2 separate regions of the Oryctolagus cuniculus genome follow, and region 1 is linked to region 2. The links are chromatin contacts, called in public Micro-C maps. All regions are on one chromosome and are shown on one strand. Each heading gives the region's core, a stretch centred on a gene start, on an enhancer-like site or on the middle of the called end of the contact. The rest is flanking DNA. Distances are from core to core; before and after follow the strand shown.

Region 1 (6,063 bases), core at 2,643-5,142, 49 kb before region 2:
GGACAGGAGCTGTGTCTCTGGCTCTCAAATTAATTAAAAAAAAAATTCTATTTTAGTTACTACTGAAACTGAGGCGTAGGGAGGCAGTCACATTTCACACAGGATACGTGTGACAGTTTGCTTGAGCCTTAAAAAGACAGCTGTCTTTTCACACTTCCACTTAAGTTTAAAAACAGCTAACGCGGAAACATGCCTCCTTTGGACTTGAATGTGTTTGTTGCCTGGACTCCCGGATACATGTGACAACAGCTCCTGGAAGTCGGAGCTGGCTTTATCTAAGCCTTTAACAAGTCAAAAGCCAGCTCTTACACCTTCGACTTCCAATCATCTTATCTGTTCGGATTAAGAAGCAGTGGCATTCCAGACAAGAACTCTGTGTGTCTAGAATGTTCACTCAAACGCTGCACCCAGGCCTTGAAGGGACAGATGTCCTGTGAGGTAACAAACAAGGTTAGAAAATGACAATCCCCTGTGCCTCCCAAGACATGGGGCATCTGGGCCAGGATTTGCTCAGTAACGTGGGCAGCTGCCCGTGGGAACCTCCGCCGTCGGACTGACTGCCCAGGACCCTGCGTGGGCCGGGGCACCAGGGGCCCGCCTTACCCTTCTGCCTGCCTCGTTGTTCTGCAGGTTCATGAGCACGCGGCCCTGCTCCTCCGATCCCTTGGCGAAGTTCTTCTCCCGCTCCCGGGCGTCCACAAACTCCTTAGCAAAGCGGTAGCCGTATTCCACGTTGTCCCCGCAGCCACCCCACAGCCAGTCCCGGGGCAGGTCCTTGGGCCGCGCTGTCCGGCTGCAGCCACAGGTGGACAGCTCGCCCTCGCGGCAGGCCCGGCTGATGGCGTTCACCACCCCCGCGGCGCTCACGGCGTAGGTGAAGGCCGTCTCGCGGCTGCCTGCAAGAGGAGATGAGAGAGGTGGGAGGCGGTCACTCTCCTCGGCCTCCGCCTCCGCCTGGCCGCCCCCACCCTGCCTTGGCTGGGATACCCTCTGGGGGAGCACCTTGCCCCAGAGGTCCATGTGTTAGAAACTCTTTCTCAAAGGGCTGAATTTCTGCCTCTGGGCCTTGGCTCCCCGCGGTGAAACCTTTCTGGGTAAAAGGCATCCTGCTGGTGCTGGCCTAGCCTGACGTCCATCGCAGGGTAGAAACTATGACCCAGAAATTCTCAGGAGGGAGAATGGGAATTCAGGAATTGAGGGAACAGAGTGGGTCCTCAGCCTACTGGTTAACATTGCCTGGGTTCAAGCGCTGGTTCAAAAAAAAAATTGATGTGGGGCAGGCACTGTGGCTGAAGTGGCTGAAGCCACTGCCTGCAGTGCCAGCATCCCATGTGGGCGCTGGTTCAAGTCCCGGTTGCTTCACTTCCGATCCAACTCTCTGCTATGGGCTGGGAAAGCAGTGGAAGATGTGGAAGATGGCCCAAGCCCTTGGGCCCCTGCACCAGCATGGGAGACCCAGAGGAAGATCCTGGCTCCTGGCTTCGGATCGGTGCAGTTCTGGTCGTTGTGGCCAACTGGGAAATGAACCAGAGGATGGAAGACCTCTCTCTCTTTCTGCGTTTCCTTCTCTCTCTGTGTAACTATGACTTTCAAATAAATAAATAAATAAATCTTAAAAAAAAAGGATGGATCTTGTGGGTCTAAGACTGAGAAGAAAGCAAGAGATCAGTAGCCTGTCCTACCGAAGTCTTCTCTCCCAGATGTGACTTCTCAGCACAGATGATGCTCCCCACCTTTCGTCGCTGCCCTTATCTAGCTAGAGTGGCAGGGGCTGGGGGTAGAAAGTGCACAAGAGGGGCTGGAGCTGTCGCGTACCTGGTCAAGCCTCCGTCTGCAGTGCCCGCATCCCATATAGAAGCCAGTTCAAGTCCTGGCTACTCTACTTCCGATCCAGCTCTCTGCTATGGCCTGGGAAAGCAGTAGAAGATGGCCCAAGTCCTTGGGCCCCTGCACCTGCGTGGGAGACCTGGAGGAAGCTCCTGGCTCCTGGCTTCGGATCAGCTCAGCTCCGGCCATTGTGGCCATCTGGGGAGTGAACCAGCGGATGGAAGACCTCTCTCTCTGCCTCTGCCTCTTTATAACTCTGCCTTTCAGATAAATAAATAAATCTTTTAAAAATAAAAAAAAAATTAAAAAAGAAAGTGAACTAGAATTAAAACTCCAGAGCAATCCAAACCACCTCCCTCTCTCTTCCAGAGGACTCCCCTGCCTCCCGACTCACTGGTCACGGTGTCTATGGCACAGACTCTCAGCACCCTCCCTCTCCAAATCCAGGTGATTGTCCAGGAGAAAAACCCTGACTCTGTTCTTTTTTTTTTTATGCTGTAGTGACCACTCGCAAACTCAGATGATGCAGTATCTTCCATTTCAGTAAAAATGCTTATAAAAAAATAACACTCAGCTACCAGAGAAATGCAAATCACAAGAAGATATCACTTCACACCCTCTAGAATGGCTATAATCAAAAGAGAGCTAATAACAAGTTTGCAAGGCGATGGGAAAATTACAACGCTTCTGTACTGCTGTGGGGAGTGCTGCAGGGTGCAGCTGCTTCAGGAAAACCTGGCAGCTCCTCAAGAGGTTAAACTTAGAGCTGCCACATGACCCGGCAATCCCACGCCTCAGACTGCACCCAAGAGAAATGAGAACATATGTCCACAGAAAACTCACACGTGAATGCTCATGGCAGCCACAAAGCAGAAACAACCCAACCGTCCATCGGCGGAAGAATGGATCAACAATACACTGTATGTATCAAGAATACACTGTATGTATTCTCCATACAGTGGAACATTATTCAGCCATAAAAGGAATAACATACTGATACATGCTACAACATGCATGAAACTGTAAGTCATTATGAAGGAGATGGGTGTTGTGGTGCAGCAGGTTAAGCTGCTGCCTGCAAAGCCAACATCCCATATCTGAGTGCTGGTTCCTGTTGTGGCTTCTCCACTTCTGATCTAGCTCCCTGCTAACACACCTGGGAAAGCAGCAGAGTGCGTGGTCCCTGCCACCCACGTGGGAGACCCAGATGAAATTCCAGGTTCCTGGCTTCAGGCTGGTCCAGCCCAGGCTGTTGTGACCATTTAAGGAGTGCATCAGATGATGGAAGATCTCCCTCTCTCTCTGTCTCTCTCTCTAACTGCCTTTCAAATAAATGAACATTTAAAAACAAACAAAAAATTATAAGAAATGCCAATCACCAAAGGTCACGACCCCATTTACGTGAAATGTCCAGAAAAGGCAATAGGCAATGCTCCTGGTGGCAGAAGCCTTAGTGGCTGTCCTGCACTGGGCACTGCCGGGAGAGAGAGTGACCACTAAGGGGTAGGCAGTTTTTCTATGGGGCAAGAAAATGTCCTGGAATCAGTGGTGAGGGCTGCACAGCCTGTGAAGGCACTACACTAGAAGCCTGTCAATTGTATACTTTAAGGTGGTGAATTACATGGTATGTGAATTGTGTCTAAGTAAACCTGATCTAAGTAAAAATAAAAGGTATATGGACTCAGATAAGGGGGGAAGGGAACGGTTCTTAGCAGGACACAGATTCAATCCCGATTTCGGAGACGAAGCCAGGCAGGCTCTTCTGTTCTCCATTTCTTCCTCCCCTGAGGTCGGGGCAGACATCCCACAGTGCTATCTTGGCAGGTGCAAGGGCAGCGTTTGCCAAGAAGCAATCAATGCTTAGGTCCAGAGCGATCTCCCACCCTGCCCTACTTCCTGATTGCCAGACATGGCAGTGACCTTGGCAACCACACCACACCACACCGGATGAGTAAACCAGGGGCTGGCTTCTGGACGGTTACAGAATAGGAACAGCCCGAGAAAACCCCAAACAATGGCAGGAAGTTGCAGGCGTGACTCAGCCCTCAGGACTGACATCTGAGTCAGGCCTGAACCACAGCCTCAGCTACAGCCCAGGGACGCGGTTGAAGGGAGTCAGACTGTGACAGTGCACACCCAGGACAGTCAGACGGCCGGAGACTGTGAGGGAGGAGGCTGTGGGCTCCATCTGGAGGGACTCATCTCTGAGCAGCCTTCCTGAACTGCAGCCCCAACCCCGAGATGGGGCACCCGGAACAGCCTGAGCTACACCTCCGCATGGTGTTCCTTGAACAGGTGGCTAGGTTTTCAAAGCAACCACCCTGTCCCTTGTTTAATGACTCTAACCACCAGAATGTTCTTTCTAATATTAAACCAAAGTATGGCTGCCTGCAACCTAGAGCCACTCTGTCTCTGTCTCTGCTGGGGAGGGGCATCCTGAGTCATCGAGTGTGGGGTGCTCTGCCTTCACGGAGCAGCGTTTGGGCCCCTTTGTGACAGTGGACATGAAACCCTAATATCCCAGCTGCCTGGGAAGCACCCCACCCTTTCCCAGGTAACTCTCTTCTCAGGAGGAGCTGCTACCCGACGGGAGGAGTGCAGAACGCAGAACTCAACGCCGTCCTTTCTGGGGCCCTGCAGACAGGACTCAGGCTACTGCTAGTGTCCCCTTAGCAAGAGAGGGGCAGCTTCCGAATGTATAAGCAATTGGGCCGGGGGGGGCGGGGGGGAGGCTTCTCAGTTCAGAGCTGAAACTCAGAAAGCAGCCCCTAGAGACCTTACATTCCTCCACCCCTCCCCCACCCGGACAAGAAGCCAGCCTAACCGCACCAGGAAGGCGCCTCCAGGCCTGCCTAGGCAGAGGCTGGGGAAAGTGCCAGGGCCGCTCCAAGCTGCTCTGCTGCCCTCTGCTGCTGGCTTTTGCAGTAGCTTTACAGTAAAAGTCTTTTGGAAGCCATGCACCAAGATAGTGAGGGGACTCACCCAGAACTACCCTAAACCCATTGGGAAGAAAGGACAGCTGGCCAGGTAGCACCAGCTCTAAAAAGGGTGCAGACATGCGCTGTGTCACTGTGTTGCAGTGGGTTAAGCTGACACTTGGGGCTCTTGCATCCCACATCACAGCGCCTGGTTCAAGTCCTGGTTACGCACTTCTGATCCAGCTGCCTGCCAATGCATTCTGGAAGGCAGCACATGGCTCAAGGTCTTGGGCCCCTGCAACAAATGTGGGAGACCTGGAAGGCGTTCCTGGCTCCTGGCTTTGGCCTGGCCCAGCCCTGGTTGTTGCAGGCATTTGAAGAAAGAATCAGGAAGTAGGTGCTTTCTCTCTCTCGCTCACTCACTCTCTCTCTCTCTGTCACTATGCCTTTCAAGTATATGAAAATAAATACATTTTTTAAAAACAGAAATGGCACTGTGGTGCAGCAGGTTAACGCCCTGGCCTGAAGCACCCGCATCCCATATGGGTGCCGGTTTGAGACCTGGCTGCTCCACTTCCAATCCAGCTCTCTGCTATGGCCTGGGGAAGCAGTGGAAGATGGCCCAAGTCCTTAGGCCCCTGCACCCATGTGGGAGACCCAGAAGAAGCTCCTGGCTCCTGGCTGCGGATTGGCGCAGCTCCAGTCGTTGCGGCCAATTGGGGAGTGAACCATTGGATGGAAGACCTCTCTCTTTGCCTCTCCTTCTCTGTGTAACTCTGACTTTCAAATAAATAAATAAATCTTTTAAAAAGATAAAAATAAAAACAGGAATGAAGGGAACAGGCATCTGACATAGCAGTTAAGACGTGGCTTGGGATGCCTACATCCTATATTGGTTCAAGTCCTGCCTCTACTCTCCATTCTAACTTCCTGTTAACGTGCACCCTGGGAGGCAGCAGGTGATGGCTCAAGCACTTGGGTCCCTGCTACCCACGTGGGAGACCCGAATGGGGTTCTTGGTTCTTGGCTTTGTCCTGGCCCAGCCCTGGCTGTTGCAGGTATCTGGGGAGTGAACAAGTGGATGGGAGCTCTGTTTGTCGACCTTTCAAATAAATAAAATATGTTTAAAATTTTTTTAAGGCAAGTTGTTAGTAAAATGGTGCCACCTTCCTAGGCCCGGCCTGGTTTACTAGAAGTCAGGTGACTAAATGGCCCAATCACAAGCGTCACCTCCACCCCTACCCTCATGGATCTGCCGCTCCCACTTCCTCACCTCTGCAAAGCTATATAAGACCTGTTCGCCCGGTACAGGCTGCTC
Region 2 (6,134 bases), core at 1,928-4,427:
GACAGACAGAGCTTCCACCTGCTGGTTCACTCTTCAAATGCCCACAACAGTCAGGACTAGGTTGGCTTGAGTTGGGAGCCAGGAACTCAATCCAGGTTTTCCATGTCCATGGCATGGACCAAACTACATGAACCCATTGCTTCCCAGGGTTTGCATTGGCAGGAAGATGGAGTCAATAGCCTGAGCCAAGGCTCAGTCCCAGGCATCCTAATTGACAGCTGAGTTGCTAAGCCAAAGTCCCATCCCATGGACGCTTTTGAGATGTAAACGGCTATCTGTGGGAGCCTCTCCATTGGTGTGTGTCTCTTCTAGACAACTAGTCTCCTGTCCAAATATCCTCTTCATCTACTTCTGTGTCCCAGCATAAATGGAACCTCCTAACTCATGGCATGGGAAAACATTCTTAATCAGAAGCTTGCGTTGGGAGCCATGTCTGAGTATCATTGCAGGGTATGAGCCAGCAGGACTCAGTGAAGTTCCTGAACAGCATCTATTAGACCTGCTGGGCTATGCAAGGAAATTGAGACCCTGAAGCGTGCGAGTGGCATTTCCTCAATGCCAATAAAAGTCACCAGGAGGAGCAAGTGCCGTGGTATAGTGGGTAAAGCCACTGCCTGCACTGCCAGCATCCCATATGGGTGCCAGTTCGAGCCCTGGCTGTTTTACTTCTGATCCAGCTCTCTGCTGTGGCCTGGGAAAGCAGTAGAAGATGCTCCAAGTCCTTGGGTCCCTGCACTTGCATGGGAGACCCGGAGGAAGCTCCTGGCTCCTGGCTTCGGATTGGCACAGCTCTGGCCATTGCACCAATTGGGGAGTGAACTAGCAGATGGAAGACCTCTCTCTCTCTCTCTCTGCCTCTCCTCTCTCTGTGTAACTCTGACTTTCAAATAAATAAATAAATCTTTAAAAAATAGTCACCAGGTGTCCAAACTCAGGGCCATTTTCTTTTCCCCTATGAATACTGATATCTACTGAAATGCTTCTGGATGTTGTAGTAGGCTAAGCCTTGGCATACAGTGGCACCATCCCATATGGGCACTGGTTTGAGTCCCCACTGCCCCTCTTCTGACCCAGCTCTCTGCTAATGGCCTGGGAAAGCAGTGGAAGATGGCCCAAGTCCTTGGACTGCTATTCTACATGGGAGACCCAGAAGAAGCTCCTGGATTCTGGCTTTGGATGGGCTCAACTCCAGCCACTGCGGTCATTTGGGGAGTGAACCAGTGGATGGAAGATCTTGCTCTCTCTCTCTTTCAAATAAATAAATCTAAAAAAAAGAAAAAAAGGAATAATCTTGGCTTCTGCATTTCCTGATTTAGGAAGGTATATTTTGCTTAGACATGATTTTGTATGTACTTGGTCTGTATTGGCCACTTGGACAAAGAGAAGTGGCCAAAAGCTATCAATCTTATATACTAAGCAACCATTTCTTTCTTTTTTTTTTTTTTAAGATTTACTTATTTATTTTAAAGTCAGAGTTACACACAGACAGAAGGAAAGGCAGAGAGAGGAGAGGGAGAAAGAGAGAGAGAGAGAGAGAGTGAGAGAGAGGTCTTCCACCTGCTGGTTCACACTCCAATTGGCCGTAATGGCCAGAGCTGCACTGATCTGAAGCCAGGAGCTTCTTCTGGGTCTCCCATTCAGGTACAGGGGCCTATGGACTTGGACCATCCTCTACTGCTTTCCCAGGCCACAGCAGAGAGCTGGATCAGAAGTGGCACAGCCGGGACTCGAACTGGCACCCATATGGGATGCTGGCACTGCAAGCGGCAGCTTTACCTGCTACGCCAACAGCACCAGCCCCAGCAATCATTTCAAAATCTTGTTCAGGTCCACAAATAATGACAGGCAGGTGCTTGTCATAGAGGTTAAGTGCTGCTTGGGAAACCTGCAGCCCGTATTAGAGTCCCTGGGTTTGAAACCAAGCTCCACTTTTGATTGCAGCTTCCTGCTAATATGCACCCCTGCCACCAACCTGGGAGACCAAGATTAGGTTCCTGGCTCCTGCCTGGCACTGCCCTGGCTGTTGTGGGCATTTGGGGGTGTGAGCCAGCAGATGGTAGATCTTTCTCTTTCAAATAAATAAAATCAAAATTATTAAAAACTGAATCCACAAACCCATTTTACTTTCCTGATGGATAAATCTGGTTGTCTTTTATCTGGTTGTGTGGCTTCATGAATCAAAATGCAGCCATTACTTTTCTGACTCAAAACCTTTTGGCTTAGGGATAGTGAAAATGAAACTCTGAACTTCTCTGAGTGTGCACGTGGGATGCAGGGGCCGCACTCGGAGCATTGCCCTGGTCTCCCCCCCCCCCCCGAGTTTATAAACTGACAGACAACTATCTAAACCATTCCAGGAGTCATTCTGCTGCTGCTGAAGAGAGCAAATTTGCACCTCTACACTCCAGTGTACTGACATGAATACACGTGGGCCACAGGATGTGTGATCCAGCAGTCGATGAGAAGAAAAAGCCCAAGAAAGGCTTAGAGAGGGCTGCTGCCTTCTACCATCAGAGCAGGCTGAGGGCCCAGCTGTTCCGCAGCGAGGCACGGAAGTGGTCCAAGTTCTGATGTCAAAAGGCCCGACGGAAGCCTGCCTGGCACTGTCTGGAAACAACCATAAGATGCTAGGGGGAAGTTGCCATGAATAATTCTAGAAAATTCTAGAATGGGAACTGAAGTGGGGCCAGTGCTAAACTAAGATGAGTAAAACAGAGTTTCTCCCCCAATTTAAGGGTCGAGACTGGAGCAAAACGAAGCCCCACTGTGGGGAGCTGGGGGAGTGATAACAGTGTTAAGGGTCATCAGGGGCAGCAAAAAGAAGGAAGGAGACTTGGGTGATGATTACCCAGTATTCTATGGGGGCGAGTCTCGCAAGGATGATACAGGAGAAGGGCTGAAGTAAGGGTCAGGAATCCTAGAGATAAGTGAAGGGGGCGTTGGACCGCCAGCAGGAAGAAAAAGAGGAAGAGGGCTGGGGCGTGGCCGGCGAAGCGACGCCTCAGCCTCGGGCTGCGGGCCACGAGGAGGAGGGCGGGGACGCGCTCTGCTGACAGCGGCTTTCCAGCGGCGCCTACAGGGTTAAAAGTCAGGGGCGGCGGGACCGGGAGAACTCGGTTTCCAGGGCAACGGCGCCGACAGTTCCGGCAGCGCAGGCTCGTACCACTGCGCGGCGCGCGCGGGGGAGCCGCAGCGAGGAGGAGACGCGCGAAGGCGCAGTCTGGCGAGCGGCCTGTCCCGGACGCTACCAACCGCGCCGCCCGCCGGCTTGCCCCCGGGTCTGCGCCGGGCCGCGCTCCGGCCGCGGCGGCCGCGGCGTCCTCGGTGCCGGAGCCGGCGGCTGCCAACTGCCTGCGGACGGCGGGGGGCGGGGGCGAGGGGGAAGGGACGTGCGCCCGGTGGCCCGGATTGGCCTCCTGGTCCCCCCGCCTGGGCGGCTGAGTGCGGGCGGCCCGGAGCTGGGAGGTTTGAAAAGCGGGCGAGAGACAAAGGCAGCAGGAAGCCTCCTCGGCGCCCGGAGCCCGTGCGCCCGGCCCCGGGGGCCCCTCGCCGGCCCGCCGGCCCCGCACAGCAGCGGCGCGGCGCGGCGGCGGCGGCGGAGGATGCGGCAGGGGGCGTGGGAGCGGCGGCCGAGCGGCGCGGCCCGAGCGCGGCGTGGTTAGACTCGCGGCGGTGGTGGTGGCGGCGGCGGCGGGGCTCGGGAGTGAGTGCGCGGCGCTTTCCCCGCCCGGGATGTGAGCGCCGAGCAGAGCCCGGGGCGGGGGGAGGGCAGGGAGGCGAGGCCGGCAGGAAGGAAGGAAGGACGGACGGACCAGGAGGAGGAGCGGCGGCGGCGGCCGGAGCCGGAAGGCGGGGAGGGGCCGTCCGTTGGGCCCGAGGCGGCGGCGGCGGCGGCCGGGGCGAACCTCTCGCGTCGGCTCCCCGGGGCAGGAGCAGCAGCAGTAGCGGCGGCGGGGCCCGCGCCTCCTCCCCCCAGCGCCGCGGAGGGGGGAGGAGGAAGATGGAGACCCACATCTCGTGCTTGTTTCCCGAGCTGCTGGCCATGATCTTCGGCTACCTGGACGTCCGGGACAAGGGGCGCGCGGCGCAGGTGTGCACGGCCTGGCGGGACGCCGCCTACCACAAGTCAGTGTGGCGGGGGGTGGAGGCCAAGCTGCACCTGCGCCGGGCCAACCCGTCGCTGTTCCCCAGCCTGCAGGCCCGGGGCATCCGCCGCGTGCAGATCCTGAGCCTCCGCCGCAGCCTCAGCTACGTGATCCAGGGCATGGCCAACATCGAGAGCCTTAACCTGAGCGGCTGCTACAACCTCACTGACAACGGGCTGGGCCACGCGTTCGTGCAGGAGATCGGCTCCCTGCGCGCCCTCAATCTGAGTCTCTGCAAGCAGATCACCGACAGCAGCCTGGGCCGCATAGCCCAGTACCTCAAGGGCCTGGAGGTGCTGGAGCTGGGGGGCTGCAGCAACATCACCAACACCGGCCTTCTGCTCATCGCCTGGGGGCTGCAGCGCCTCAAGACCCTCAACCTGCGCAGCTGCCGCCACCTCTCGGACGTGGGCATCGGGCACTTGGCCGGCATGACGCGCAGCGCGGCCGAGGGCTGCCTGGGCCTGGAGCAGCTCACGCTGCAGGACTGCCAGAAGCTCACGGATCTTTCTCTAAAGCACATCTCTCGCGGACTGACGGGCCTGAGACTCCTCAACCTCAGCTTCTGCGGGGGCATCTCTGACGCCGGCCTTCTGCACCTGTCGCACATGGGCAGCCTGCGCAGCCTCAACCTGCGCTCCTGTGACAACATCAGTGACACGGGCATCATGCATCTGGCCATGGGCAGCCTGCGCCTCTCAGGGCTGGATGTGTCGTTCTGTGACAAGGTAGGGGACCAGAGTCTGGCTTACATAGCCCAGGGGCTGGACGGCCTCAAGTCCCTCTCCCTCTGCTCCTGCCACATCAGTGACGATGGCATCAACCGCATGGTGCGGCAGATGCACGGGCTGCGCACGCTCAACATTGGACAGTGTGTGCGCATCACGGACAAGGGCTTGGAGCTGATAGCTGAGCACCTGAGCCAGCTCACTGGCATAGACCTGTACGGCTGCACCCGAATCACCAAGCGCGGCCTGGAGCGAATCACGCAGCTTCCCTGCCTCAAGGTACTCAACCTGGGACTCTGGCAGATGACGGACAGTGAGAAGGTCAGGTGAGGGCGGCAGCACCGGCTCCCCTGGCCTCCCCCCACCCCAGGCACGTGCATACACAGGTCTTTGCAGTGGATGAGGTGGGGCCCTCCCCACCTGCAGCCCGTTCCGTTCCTTTCGCTTCCAGGACTACCGCCTGGGCCCTCCTCCCCTCTTCCTCATCCCTGCGGGGGAGCGGTGGACTCGGCTGCTTACCCACCCTGCCGCCGCAGGGCCGCAGGACTGACTACTGTATCCCGCCGCGCCTGGGGCTGGGTAGGGAGAAGGGCCAGTCCTTTCGACCCTGGGGAGTTGGGGACAATGTTTGCCTTCACTGAAGCTTTCGTTGGAAAACTGTGATCTGGTTTTTATTTTGAAATGTATAAAGAGCAAACCCAACTACAACAGCCTTTTCACCCTTCGCCCACTCGGTACCCAAACCCCAGTCTCTTCTCATCGCTTCTCTTTCACAGCGCTCTGCTACTCACGCTCCCTGCATGCTCACGTTCCTTTCTTTAAAAATTTTTGGAAGAAATTTGAAATCATGGTCCTTTCTTTCTGCTCAATACATTCTATCCATTATATATATAAATTATATATATATACACACACACGCACGTCTGGCTACCTCGTTTTAGTTTACTTTTTTCTCTGAAGCCCTGGAATTCTACAAGAGCGAGATTCTGAGACTGAAACATTCGTGTGCCTAGACTGGAAAGATGCCCGCTGGGTTTGTACACCTCTTTTTGTTTTGGCTTCTTCCCAACCTCCATCCATCCAGGGTGTACCACTTCCACATTCTGGCCATCATCTTCCCTTTCCTCCTTGTCCACTGGGATATGAGGACCCAACCGTGTTTTTAAATCTTGACTTAATTTATAGCACAAATGTGTGGGAGAAATGAGTCGAACTGCTTTTTTTGTTTGAGATGCAGATTGTGTCTTGCAAATGATGATTA

The links. Hi-C and Micro-C count contacts between places; a contact is called where the count stands out from the background.
Region 1: a contact with region 2 is called in a Micro-C map of ear pinna, with 4 times the contacts expected there. The contact joins the enhancer-like site here to the promoter of FBXL14 in region 2. A contact is called at or near these places in 2 of 6 Hi-C or Micro-C datasets (ear pinna and skin fibroblasts).

The regions. Positions count from the first base shown.
Region 1 is chr9:99,476,275-99,482,337 of mOryCun1.1, reverse strand. WNT5B (Wnt family member 5B) reads right to left here. Exons shown (of 5, transcript XM_008259814.4): 4 at 604-896. Among named protein-coding and RNA genes, the nearest start is that of ADIPOR2, 27 kb to the left of the region's middle. Within about 2 kb of position 3,892, at least 4 of the 8 cell types and tissues checked have an H3K27ac peak or open chromatin away from gene starts, as enhancers often do. A contact at or near this core is called in ear pinna, where this site is marked.
Region 2 is chr9:99,426,364-99,432,497 of mOryCun1.1, reverse strand. It overlaps FBXL14 (F-box and leucine rich repeat protein 14), which reads left to right and starts at 3,177. Exons shown (of 1, transcript XM_008259812.4): 1 at 3,177-6,134. The coding sequence starts at 4,001. The coding sequence ends at 5,203. All of the region lies in intron 1 of WNT5B (Wnt family member 5B), which reads right to left.